2 separate regions of the Mus musculus genome follow, and region 2 is linked to region 1. Evidence: chromatin contacts called from public Hi-C data. All regions are on one chromosome and are shown on one strand. The core of a region is the stretch at or near the end of the contact, and the rest is flanking DNA. Distances in the headings are between cores, read along the strand shown. Region 1 has its middle 19 kb from the start of Sp1. Region 2 overlaps Sp1 (trans-acting transcription factor 1).

Region 1 (4,965 bases), core at 991-3,490:
GAACCCTTTGATCACTAAATAAATGAGACCAAAGGAAAAAAAGCACAAGGATGTTTCTGACAACTCCCTCTTTCGTGGAGAAGTCTAAGAGAAATGTGTGTCAAGGAACTAATTCTTCATCTCTAAGGGAACTAACTACATATCAAAATTATATGTTTGCATCTTTTTGAATAAATCCTTATTTTTATTTTATGTGTATGGGTGTTTCTCCTACATGTATGCCTGGTGCCCATGGAGGCTAAAAGCAGGTTTCAGATTCTCTCAAACTGGAATTAAAGATATTCATGAGGAGCAGTAATTAAAAAAACTAAATAAGGTGCTGGCGAGATGGCTCAGTGGTTAAGAGCGCCGACCGCTCTTCCAAAGGTCCCTAGTTCAAATCCCAGCAATCACCTGGTGGTTCACAACCATCCTTAATGCAATCTGATGCCCTTTTCTGGAGTATCTGAGGATATATAATAAGGATATAATAAGTAAATAAATAAATAAATAAATAAATAAATAAACAAACAAACTAAATAAGCCGGGCTTAGTAGCACATGCCTTTTATCCCAGCACTCAGGAGGCAGAGGCAGGCAGATTTCTGAGTTTGAGGCCAGCCTGGTCTACAGAGTGAGTTCCAGGACAGCACAGGGCTGCACAGAGAAACCCTGTCTCGAAAAACCAAAAAAAAAAAAAAAAAAACAACTCACTTTGCTTTTGTTTTTGTTATAAAGATTTATTTATTGTTATATCTAAGTACTGTAGCTGTCTTAGACACACCAGAAGAGGGCATCAGATCTCATTACAGATGGTTGTGAGACACCATGTGGTTGCTGGGATTTGAACTCAGGACCTTCGAAGAGCAGTCTTAACCGCAGAGCCATCTCTCCAGCCCTGGAACTCACTTTGTAACCTGGCTAGACCTCAAACCTGTTTCTGCATCCCAAGTACTGGGATTAAAAGATTACACCACCACCACCCAGCTGAATACTTTTCCTGAAATTTATTTTATTTGTGTGTGTGTGTGTGTGTGCGCACACACACACACATGCACAAACATGCATTTGCATAGGCCTGTGGAAGCCAGAGGCTAAAATTAGGTTTCTTTCTCTGTCTTCCTAATATTTTTCTGAGACAGAGTTTCTTGTGAACCTGAAACCCATTCTTTCAGTTCGACTAGGTCTTCAGTGAACCCCAGGGATCAGCCTGTCCCTGGCATTGGAGTTACAGGTGCCCTCTTCAATGCTTGGCTTCTATACACTGCTAGAGATCTGAATGCAGACCCCCATGTTTACACAGCAAGCACTTTTTAATCCACTAGGTCACATAACCAGTCTCTCAAATTGTTTGAAGTAACTTTGCAAGTTATATAGCTCTGCTATACTCATATCTATCCTTGACCACACGGGGACTTGGGGACATAGTTTGGACAAACTTGCCAGGCTAAGCTAAAACTTACTACGTAGCTCATTGTCTACTGGATCTTCTAACCCCACTGCCTCAGTCTCCCAAATTCTGGGATAGCAGACATATACTACCACACTCAGAAACAATCTCTGAGAATACTGGCAGGATTTTTTTGTTTGGTTGGTTGGTTTTGATGGAAGAAGGGTCTTAGATAGTCTCATGATGGCCTGGAACACACCATGCAGGATGTTATTTGAAAAAAAAAAAAAAAAAAAAAGGCTGGTGAGATGGCTTAGTGGTTAAGAGCACTGATTGCTCTCCCAGAGGTCCTGAGTTGAAATTTCAGCAACCACATGGTGGCTCACAACCATCTGTAATGAGATTGGATGCCCTCTGCCTCCCAATCACTTTGTAGACCAGGCTGACCTCAAACTCAAGAAATCTGACTGCCTCTGCCTCCCAAGTGCTGGGATTAAAGACCCACCACCGCCCGGCTTTCTCTCAGCACTGGGCAGGCAGAGGCAGGTGGATTTCGGAGTTTGAGGCCAGCCTGGTCTACAGGGTGAGTTCCAGGACAGCCAGGGCTATACAGAGAAACCCTGTCTCGAAAAACCAAAAAAAAAAAAGAGGAAGACATGATGAATATTTTTATTATAGAATAGGGAGAAAGCAGGCAGAGGGAAGAGTTCAGGTTCATCATGGCCAGCCGAGTAAACTGGGCCATGAAAGGAGAGAGGGAGAGGGAGAGCAAGAGAGGAACCACCTACTGAGAGGTGGCTATGGGCCAAGAACCCCGGGTAGCCAAAATGAGCTTTATGGGGATCAGGCTTGGTGAAAGGAAGAAAGGCCACACCCATGGGGCGGGGCTTCGGGTAGGGGGCGGGGTGGGTAGTGCTGGGCGGAGTCACAGGTACCAAGGGAGACAGTTTCTGAGTTTGAGATCTAAGAGTATTGAATTTCTGACCTGACTGACTGTACTTTCTGAGCGCGAGGATTCCGGGATCCAGTCAATCTTGCTTGCTCTTGTTTTCTTGTTCAGACAGAGCTGCACATAGCCTAAGCTGGCCTCAATGAGGAGGCGGGCCCAGCGCTGGAAGGAAAACCTCTATCTCATCCTCTTGCTTCTTGGTCCACAGGCTTGGACCACAGGCTTGGTTTGTCGTTGTTGTTTGACATATGTGAGAATTTGGTGGCATGTAAGTGCAGAATTACTGGTGTTTGCCTTCATACCTGGCTGGCTTTGAATTCATCACCTTCCTGCTTCAGCCTCCTGAGTGTTGAGATTACTGAGTCTACTTGTCATGTTTGAAGCAAAGAATTCAAGTCTAATACACACGGATGATGTGTCTGCCTTTCTTCCTTCCTTCCTTTCTTTTTCTCTTAAAGATTTTATTTATTTATTTATTTATTTATTTATTTTGAGACAGGGTTTCTTTTTTTTATTTTTTATTTTTTTGGTTTTTCGAGACAGGGTTTCTTGGTGTAGCCCTGGCTGTCCTGGCACTCACTTTGTAGACCAGGCTGTCCTGGAACTCAGAAATCCACCTGCCTCTGCTGGGATTAAAGACATGCGCCAGAACGCCGGGCTTCTGGCTTCTTCTTCTTCTTTTTTTTTTTTTAAAAGATTTATTTATTATATGTAAGTACACTGTAGCTGTTTTCAGACGCACCAGAAGAGGGCATCAGATCTCTGTTACAGGTGGTTGTGAGCCACCATGTGGTTGCTGGGATTTGAACTTCGGACCTTTGGAAGAGCAGTCGGGTGCTCTTACCCCCTGAGCCATCTCACCAGCCCCTCTTTTTTTTTTTTTTTAAGATTTATTTATTATTATACATAAATTCACTGTAGCTGACTTCAGACACACCAGAAGAGGGCATCAGACAGATCTCATTATTGGTGGTTGTGAGCCACCATGTGGTTGCTGGGAATAGAACTCAGGACCTCTGGAAGAGCAGTCAATGTTCTTAACTGCTGAGCCATCTCTCCAGCCCATAATGTTATTTTTAAATGTTTGCTTTCTATATGATAAGTATAATTTAAGAAATGGTAGCCGGAGCCTGGCGTGGTGGAGCACGCCTTTAATCCCAGCACTTGGGAGGCAGAGGCAGGCAGATTTCTGAGTTCGAGGCCAGCCTGGTCTACAAAGTGAGTTCCAGGACAGCCAGGGCTATACAGAGAAACCCTGTCTCAAAAACAAAAACAAAAAAAAAAAAAAAAAAAAAAAAAAGAAAAGAAAAGGAAAGAAAAGGAAAGAAAAGAAAAAGAAAAAGAAAAAGAAAAAGAAAAAGAAAAAGGGGGCTGAAAAAATGGCTCAGTGGTTAAGAGCACTGACTGCTCTTCTGGAGGCCCTTAGTTCAAATTCCAGCAACCACATGGTGGCTCACATCCACTCCTAATGAGGCCCTCTTCTGGGGTGTCCGAAAACAGATATAGTGTATTTATATATAATAAATAAATAAATTTTAAAAAAAGAAGAAAAAAAAAGAAGAAAATAACATTATTACAAACATCTCTGATGTGCCATACCACAGCCACCACAATGTATCATAAAGCAGGTACAAGATATTTTACATTATGTCTTATCTCCATAGTGATTGAGGTTACAAATTAATTAAGAGCCATTATTTTAGACTCCATTCTACTTTTCCAGCAGAGGTTCCCAAAGGATATAGGATCAGTTACTTTTCATTGCTGGGATAAAACACCATGACCAAAAGCAATTTATAAGAGAGAGAGATTACTTTGACTTAAAGCTCCCGAGGGAGCATCCTTGATGTCTGGGGAGGTGATGTGTGGGGAGACATCCCTGATGTCTGGGGAGGTGATGTCTGGGGAGGTGATGTCTGGGGAGGCATAAGGCAGGCATGGCAGCCAGAGCAGGACCACAGGACTCAGATTTCAACTGCACAAAGGAAGCAGAGATAGCAAACTGGAAGTAGGGCAAGACTCTTCTCATTAAATAAGAAACTTTGTTGTGGTTTAACTTTTGTTTCTATTTATGTGCACGGGCATTTTGCCTACATGTACTTTTTTCTGTCCACATCATGCAAGGGCAGTGTCCACAGAGGTCAGAAGATAAGGTCAAGACTGGAGTTACACAGGGTTGTGAATCACTAGGTGGGTGCTGGGAACTGAACCTGGATCCTCTGAGAGAACAGCAGGTGCTCCTAACTGCTGAGTCATCTCTTAGGCTCTTACTTAGTGGTTCAAAGAGAAATGTCACCCATAGGATAAGGATTAGTTGAACTCTCGGTCCTCGGTTGGTGGTGCTGTCTGGGGAGACTTAGGAATTGTGTGGCCTTGTTTGAAGATGTAGATCTCCTGTTGCTGGTGGAGTGGAGTTTTGAGAATTCATAGCCTCACCTTAGCTACATTTTTCTTCCTCTCTGCCTTTTGCTTTTATAAAAGATGTGTCCTCTCAGCGTCCTGCTTTGGCCACCATGCCTGTCTGGTTGTCATAATAGACTTCTCCTATCCCTCTGAATCAAGAAGCCAAAATAAACTTTCTTAAGTTGCCTTTGGACATGGCGTTACATAGCAACAGAAAAAGTAACCAATACAAACCATCACTAAAA
Region 2 (4,965 bases), core at 1,437-3,936, 35 kb after region 1:
CTTGAGTGCTGGGATTAAAGGTATGTGCTACCACGCCTGACTCCTCTTTTTCTTTTTGGTTTTTCGAGACAGGGTTTCTCTGTATAGCCCTGGCTGTCCTGGAACTCACTTTGTAGACCAGGCTGGCCTCAAACTCAGAAATCTGCTTGCCTCTGCCTCCCGAGTGCTGGGATTAAAGGCGTGCGCCACCATGGCCGGCTTCGGCTTTTCTTTTTTAATATTTGAGAGTGTATATGTGTGTGTAACATGTGCCTATGTGGGTGTGCATGTAATTTCAGGAAAGCCAGAGCAGTTATTGAGTGTCCTCCAATTACTCTCTGGCTTACTCCTTTGAGATCGGCCTCCCCAAATCTTTTTTGAGGGGCCTGTAACTGTAATGTATTTGTCTAGCATACCCCAACTCTGTGTTGGTGTGTAGGAATATGGAGAAGCCAGAAGTGACATCAGGTGACTTCTTTAGATCCTTCACTGTATTATTCATTCATTCATTTAGGTTATTCTTATGTGCTTGTGTGAGTGTCTTACCTGTATGTTTGTGTGCACCATATTTGTGCCTTGAACTTGAGTTTAGAAGAGAGTGTCATCAGATCCCCGGGCACCAGAGTTTCAAATGGTTGTGAGCTTTCTTGTACAAGAGTGGCAAGTGCAACCCCGTCTTTGTTGATTGTTGAGCTGTGTGTGTGTGTGTCTGTGTGTATCAAACCATTTTAATCAATGTGTGTGTGTGTGTGTGTGTGTGTGTGTGTGTGTGTGTGTGTGTATCAAACCATTTTAATCAAAGAGGTTTGAGGTAGATGCTGGAAATTAATTTGGCTTCCTTGGCAGGCAGTCTCTGACCCTCTGTCCACTAAAAGTCTTTAGTGAGGACTTTTTCTGAAGGAATTAGTAATATATCATGATGCCTCTGATGAAGGCAGGGTATATTACAAGAGCCAATTAAATACTCTTCAGAAATACTGAGCTCAGCATGCCCTAAGAATGTACCTAGAGAAAAGAATTACAGCTTATGAATGGGAAAATGACAAGTTTCTTGTTACAGTTTGGAAGTTCAGTTTAGAAGTATTTTTTTTTTTTTTAAAGAAATACTCTGCATCCCATTTTTTTTTAAGATTTATTTATTTTTATTATATGTAAGTACACTGTAGCTGTCTTCAGACACTCCAGAAGAGGGAGTCAGATCTCATTACAGATGGTTGTGAGCCACCATGTGGTTGCTGGGATTTGAACTTTGGACCTTTGGAAGAGCAGTCGGGTGCTCTTACCCACTGAGCCATCTCACCAGCCTAGTTTAGAAGTATTTTAACTCAAAAAAAAACAAAAACAAAAAACAAAAAAAAATTAAGTTTCAGTTCTTTTATTTCTTTTTTTTTTCATTTATTTTTAAAGATTTAATTATTTTGGGGGTTGGAGCCATGGTTCAGCTGTTAAGAGCATTGGCTGCTTTTCCAGAGGTTCAATTCCCAGCACCCACATTGCAGCTCCCATACGGGCTATCTGACACCCTAACATGTACATACATCCAGGCAAAACACCATTGAACATTAAAAAAAAGCAAAAAAAAAAAAATAATAATTATTTTATTTTGTATGTCTTAGCACCATGTGCCCACAGAAGCCAAATTGGAGTTAAAGATGATTGTGAGAAATCATGTAGGTACTTGGAATCCAGCCTGAGTCCTCTGAAAGAGTAGGCAGTTTTGTTTTTTTTAAAGAATAAAACCATCTCTTTAACCCCTAAGTTTGGTTCTTTAAGCCTCCATGTTGTAGCTGCAGGTTCGCAATGAAACCTAGAATAGTTCACTTGAATACTTCTGTTTGTGTACTTATTTTTTGAGACAGGATTTTATGTAGCCCATACTTGGCTTCAGTGGTTATCTTCCTGCCTTAGTCTCTTGAGTGCTGGAAATAGTTCACTTTGTTTGTTTTGAGGCAGGGTGTCTCTGTAGCCCTGGCTGTCCTAAAACTCCCTATATAGACAAGGCTGGTCTTGAACTCATAAATCTGTCTGCCTTCTGCCTTCCCAGTGCTGGGATTCAAGGCATACACCACCACACCTAGCTTTGAGTACCATTTTTACTTCTATAAATTTATTGTGCTTCTGCTGTGAGAGAGAATGAATTGACACTGAAAGTACACAATAGCCAGGAATGGCACATGCTTATCATCCTTGCAGTTGGGAAGTTAAGGCAGGTTTTTGTCTTACTTTGTTTTGTTTATGACCCTATCTGTGTGACTCATTGAATTCCTGCCAGCTGCACTTTTTGAGTGCTGGAATTATAGACAATCAGCATCATGAACTACATTTTTTCTCTTTTTTGTTTGCTTGTTTGTTGTTGTTGTGTTTTTTTTTTGTTGTTGTTGTTGTTTTTAAAGACCGGTTTTTCTCTGAAGCCCTGGATTTCCTGGAAACTCAACTCTACCAAGCTGGCCAAAAACTCAGATCTACCTGCTTCTGCCTCTGGAGTACTGTAATAAAAAGTGTGCCATCAGCTTTTTTTGCCTTTATATTCATGATAAATGACAAAACTCAAGTCTTAGTTAGGGAATATTAACAAAACTAAAATTAATATTTAGATTTGATGGAAAGACTTTCAAAATATCTTCTGTTTCTAGTATCTGAGCAGTCCCTTTTTCTCTTAAAGGTCTGGTAGGTTTAAAACGCTGTCTCATTTAGTCACAGTGACATCTACTGGTGAAAGCCATTAACACCGCTTTGCTGATTACTTAGCTCTAAGGAAAGCTACCCATTTCTTTGAGGTAGTTTTTTGTTTTGTTTTGTTTTTAAAGATTTATTTATTTATTTTATTATATGAGTACACTGCAGCTGTACAGATGGTTGTGAGCCTTCCTGTGGTTGTTGGGGATTGAATTTTTAGGACCTCTACTCGCTCTGCTCTGGTCAACCACATTCGCTCTGGTTGGCACCACTTGCGTGCTTTGGTCCAAAGATGCATTTATTATTATACATAAGTACACAGTAGTTGACTTCTGACTCACCAGAGGAGGATGTCAGATCTCATTATAAGTGGTTGTGAAGCCTAGCAGTGGTGGAGCACGCCTTTAATCCCAGCACTTGGGAGGCAGAAACAGGCAGATTTCTGAGTTGGAGGCCAGCTTCCAGGACAGCCAGGGCTACACAGAGAAACCCTGTCTTGAAAAAAAAAAACCAAAAACCAAAAACCAAACCAGAACAAAACAAAAAAAACAAGTGGTTGTGAGCCACCATGTAGTTGCTGGGATTTGAACTCAGCACCTTTGGGAGAACAGTCAGTGCTCTTACCCTCTGAGCCTTCTCTAACCATACCTAGGCAGTTTTTCAGTTTTTTTAAAAAAAAAAGTAATATACCAAAGAGAATGTTACAGTCTAAATGTTTTTTTGTTTTATTCTTTTTTTTAATATTTTTAAATTATTATGTATTTTCCTCAATTACATTTAGAATGCTATCCCAAAAGTCCCCCATACCCTACCCCCTAAATGTTTTAACTACAGAGAAATTACAGAAGATACAAGGGGAAAAGTAAGGCTTCCCATCATGCTTATGAACTCAGCTTTTTTTGTTGTTCATGTGCTTGACAAGATCTCACTTTATAGCTCAGATTGGTTTTGATTTCACTATCCTGCACCTGCCTGGTAGTGCTGAGATGACAGCCATGTTCTACTATTCCTAGCATGGATTTTCTTAGTTGTAAGCTTAAAATTTATTTTATGTGTATGGGTGTTTTGCCTGACTGTGTTTGTACACCCATGTTTATGTACATGGGTGCTGAGTACCAGAGGAGTCCAGGAGAGTATCATCAGTGTGCCATCAGCTTTTGCCTTTATATTAATGATAAATGTCAAAACTCAAGCCTTAGTTAGGGAACATTAACAAAACTAAAATTAATATTTAGATTTGATGGAAAGACTACCCTGGAACTAAAGTTATAAATGGTTGTGAAGTGCCATGAGTGTGCCGGGAATCAAAACCAGGTCCTCTGAGCAGCCAATAATCTGAGCTAGTTCCCAACTCTCCTAATGCTGCAGCCCTTTATGATAGTTCCTCATGTTGTGGTGATCTCCCAATCATAAAACTATTTTCAATTCTTAATAACTGTAATTTTGCTACTATTATGAATCATAATGTAAGTATCTTTTTATCTGATGGTCTTAGGCAATCCCTGTAAAGGGACTCCAGATTGAGTTGTCTTTCCTGCTCATGGTGAACTTTTTTTTTTTTATCCCGGGACTGGACATGCTTTTTTTTTTTTTTTTTTTTTTTTGGTTTTTCGAGACAGGGTTTCTCTGTGTAGCCTTGGCTGTCCTGGAACTCACTTTGTAGACCAGGCTGGCCTCCAACTCAGAAATCTGCCTGCCTCTGCCTCCCAAGTGCTGGGACTAAAGGCGTGTGCCACCACCGCCAGGCTTGGACATGCTTTTAATACTGGTATGAGGGAGGCAGAAGCTGGTGAATCACTAAGTTCCAGGCCTCCATATTGAAATCTTGTGTTTCTGTGTTGGTGTGTGTATATAAATGTGTATGTGTATGTGTGTGTGTGTGTGAGAGAGAGAGAGAGATAAACATGAAGGGAGGAAGTAAAAAAATTATGTGTACTTGTACGTCTACCTCTGTGTGTGTGTGTGTGTGTTTGTGTGTGTGTGTGTGTGTGTGTGTGTGTAAGCCAGAAGGTGTTGGATACCCAGGAGCTGAAGTTACAGACTAAGGACTATAAGATTGTTAAGAGACCTATTATAAGAACTAGGTCCTGGGGCTGGAGAGTTGGCTCAGAGGTTAAGAACACTAGTTTCCCTTCCAGAGGTCCTGAGTTCAATTCCCAGCAACCACATGGTGGCCTCACAACCATCTGTAATGGGATCTGGTGCCCTCTTCTGGTGTGTCTTTCTTTTCTTTTTTTTTTTTTTTTTTTTTCTTTTTCTCAAGACAGGGTTTCTCTGTGTAGCCCTGGCTGTCCTGGAACTCACTCTGTA

The links. Hi-C and Micro-C count contacts between places; a contact is called where the count stands out from the background.
Region 2: a Hi-C map of trophoblast stem cells shows a contact between it and region 1, with 2.2 times the contacts expected there. The contact joins two enhancer-like sites. A contact is called at or near these places in 16 of 39 promoter capture datasets (3T3-L1-derived adipocytes, the C10 cell line, the HPC-7 cell line and 12 more), 11 of 15 datasets of contacts at CTCF or cohesin (CD8 T cells, the G1E-ER4 cell line, the NIH/3T3 cell line and 6 more), 240 of 484 Hi-C or Micro-C datasets (the 3T3-L1 cell line, 3T3-L1-derived adipocytes, the 63-12 cell line and 125 more), 39 of 115 datasets of contacts at active chromatin or transcription factors (the 230-238 cell line, CD8 T cells, the HPC-7 cell line and 26 more) and 3 of 9 other capture datasets (adipose tissue, embryonic stem cells and liver).

The regions. Positions count from the first base shown.
Region 1 is chr15:102,384,596-102,389,560 of GRCm38.p6, forward strand. No RefSeq gene overlaps it. Among named protein-coding and RNA genes, the nearest start is that of Sp1, 19 kb to the right of the region's middle. Within about 2 kb of position 2,241, at least 11 of the 459 cell types and tissues checked have an H3K27ac peak or open chromatin away from gene starts, as enhancers often do. A contact at or near this core is called in trophoblast stem cells, where this site is marked.
Region 2 is chr15:102,418,950-102,423,914 of GRCm38.p6, forward strand. The region is part of intron 3 of Sp1 (trans-acting transcription factor 1); the gene reads left to right. Among named protein-coding and RNA genes, the nearest start is that of Sp1, 15 kb to the left of the region's middle. Within about 2 kb of position 2,687, at least 9 of the 459 cell types and tissues checked have an H3K27ac peak or open chromatin away from gene starts, as enhancers often do. A contact at or near this core is called in trophoblast stem cells, where this site is marked.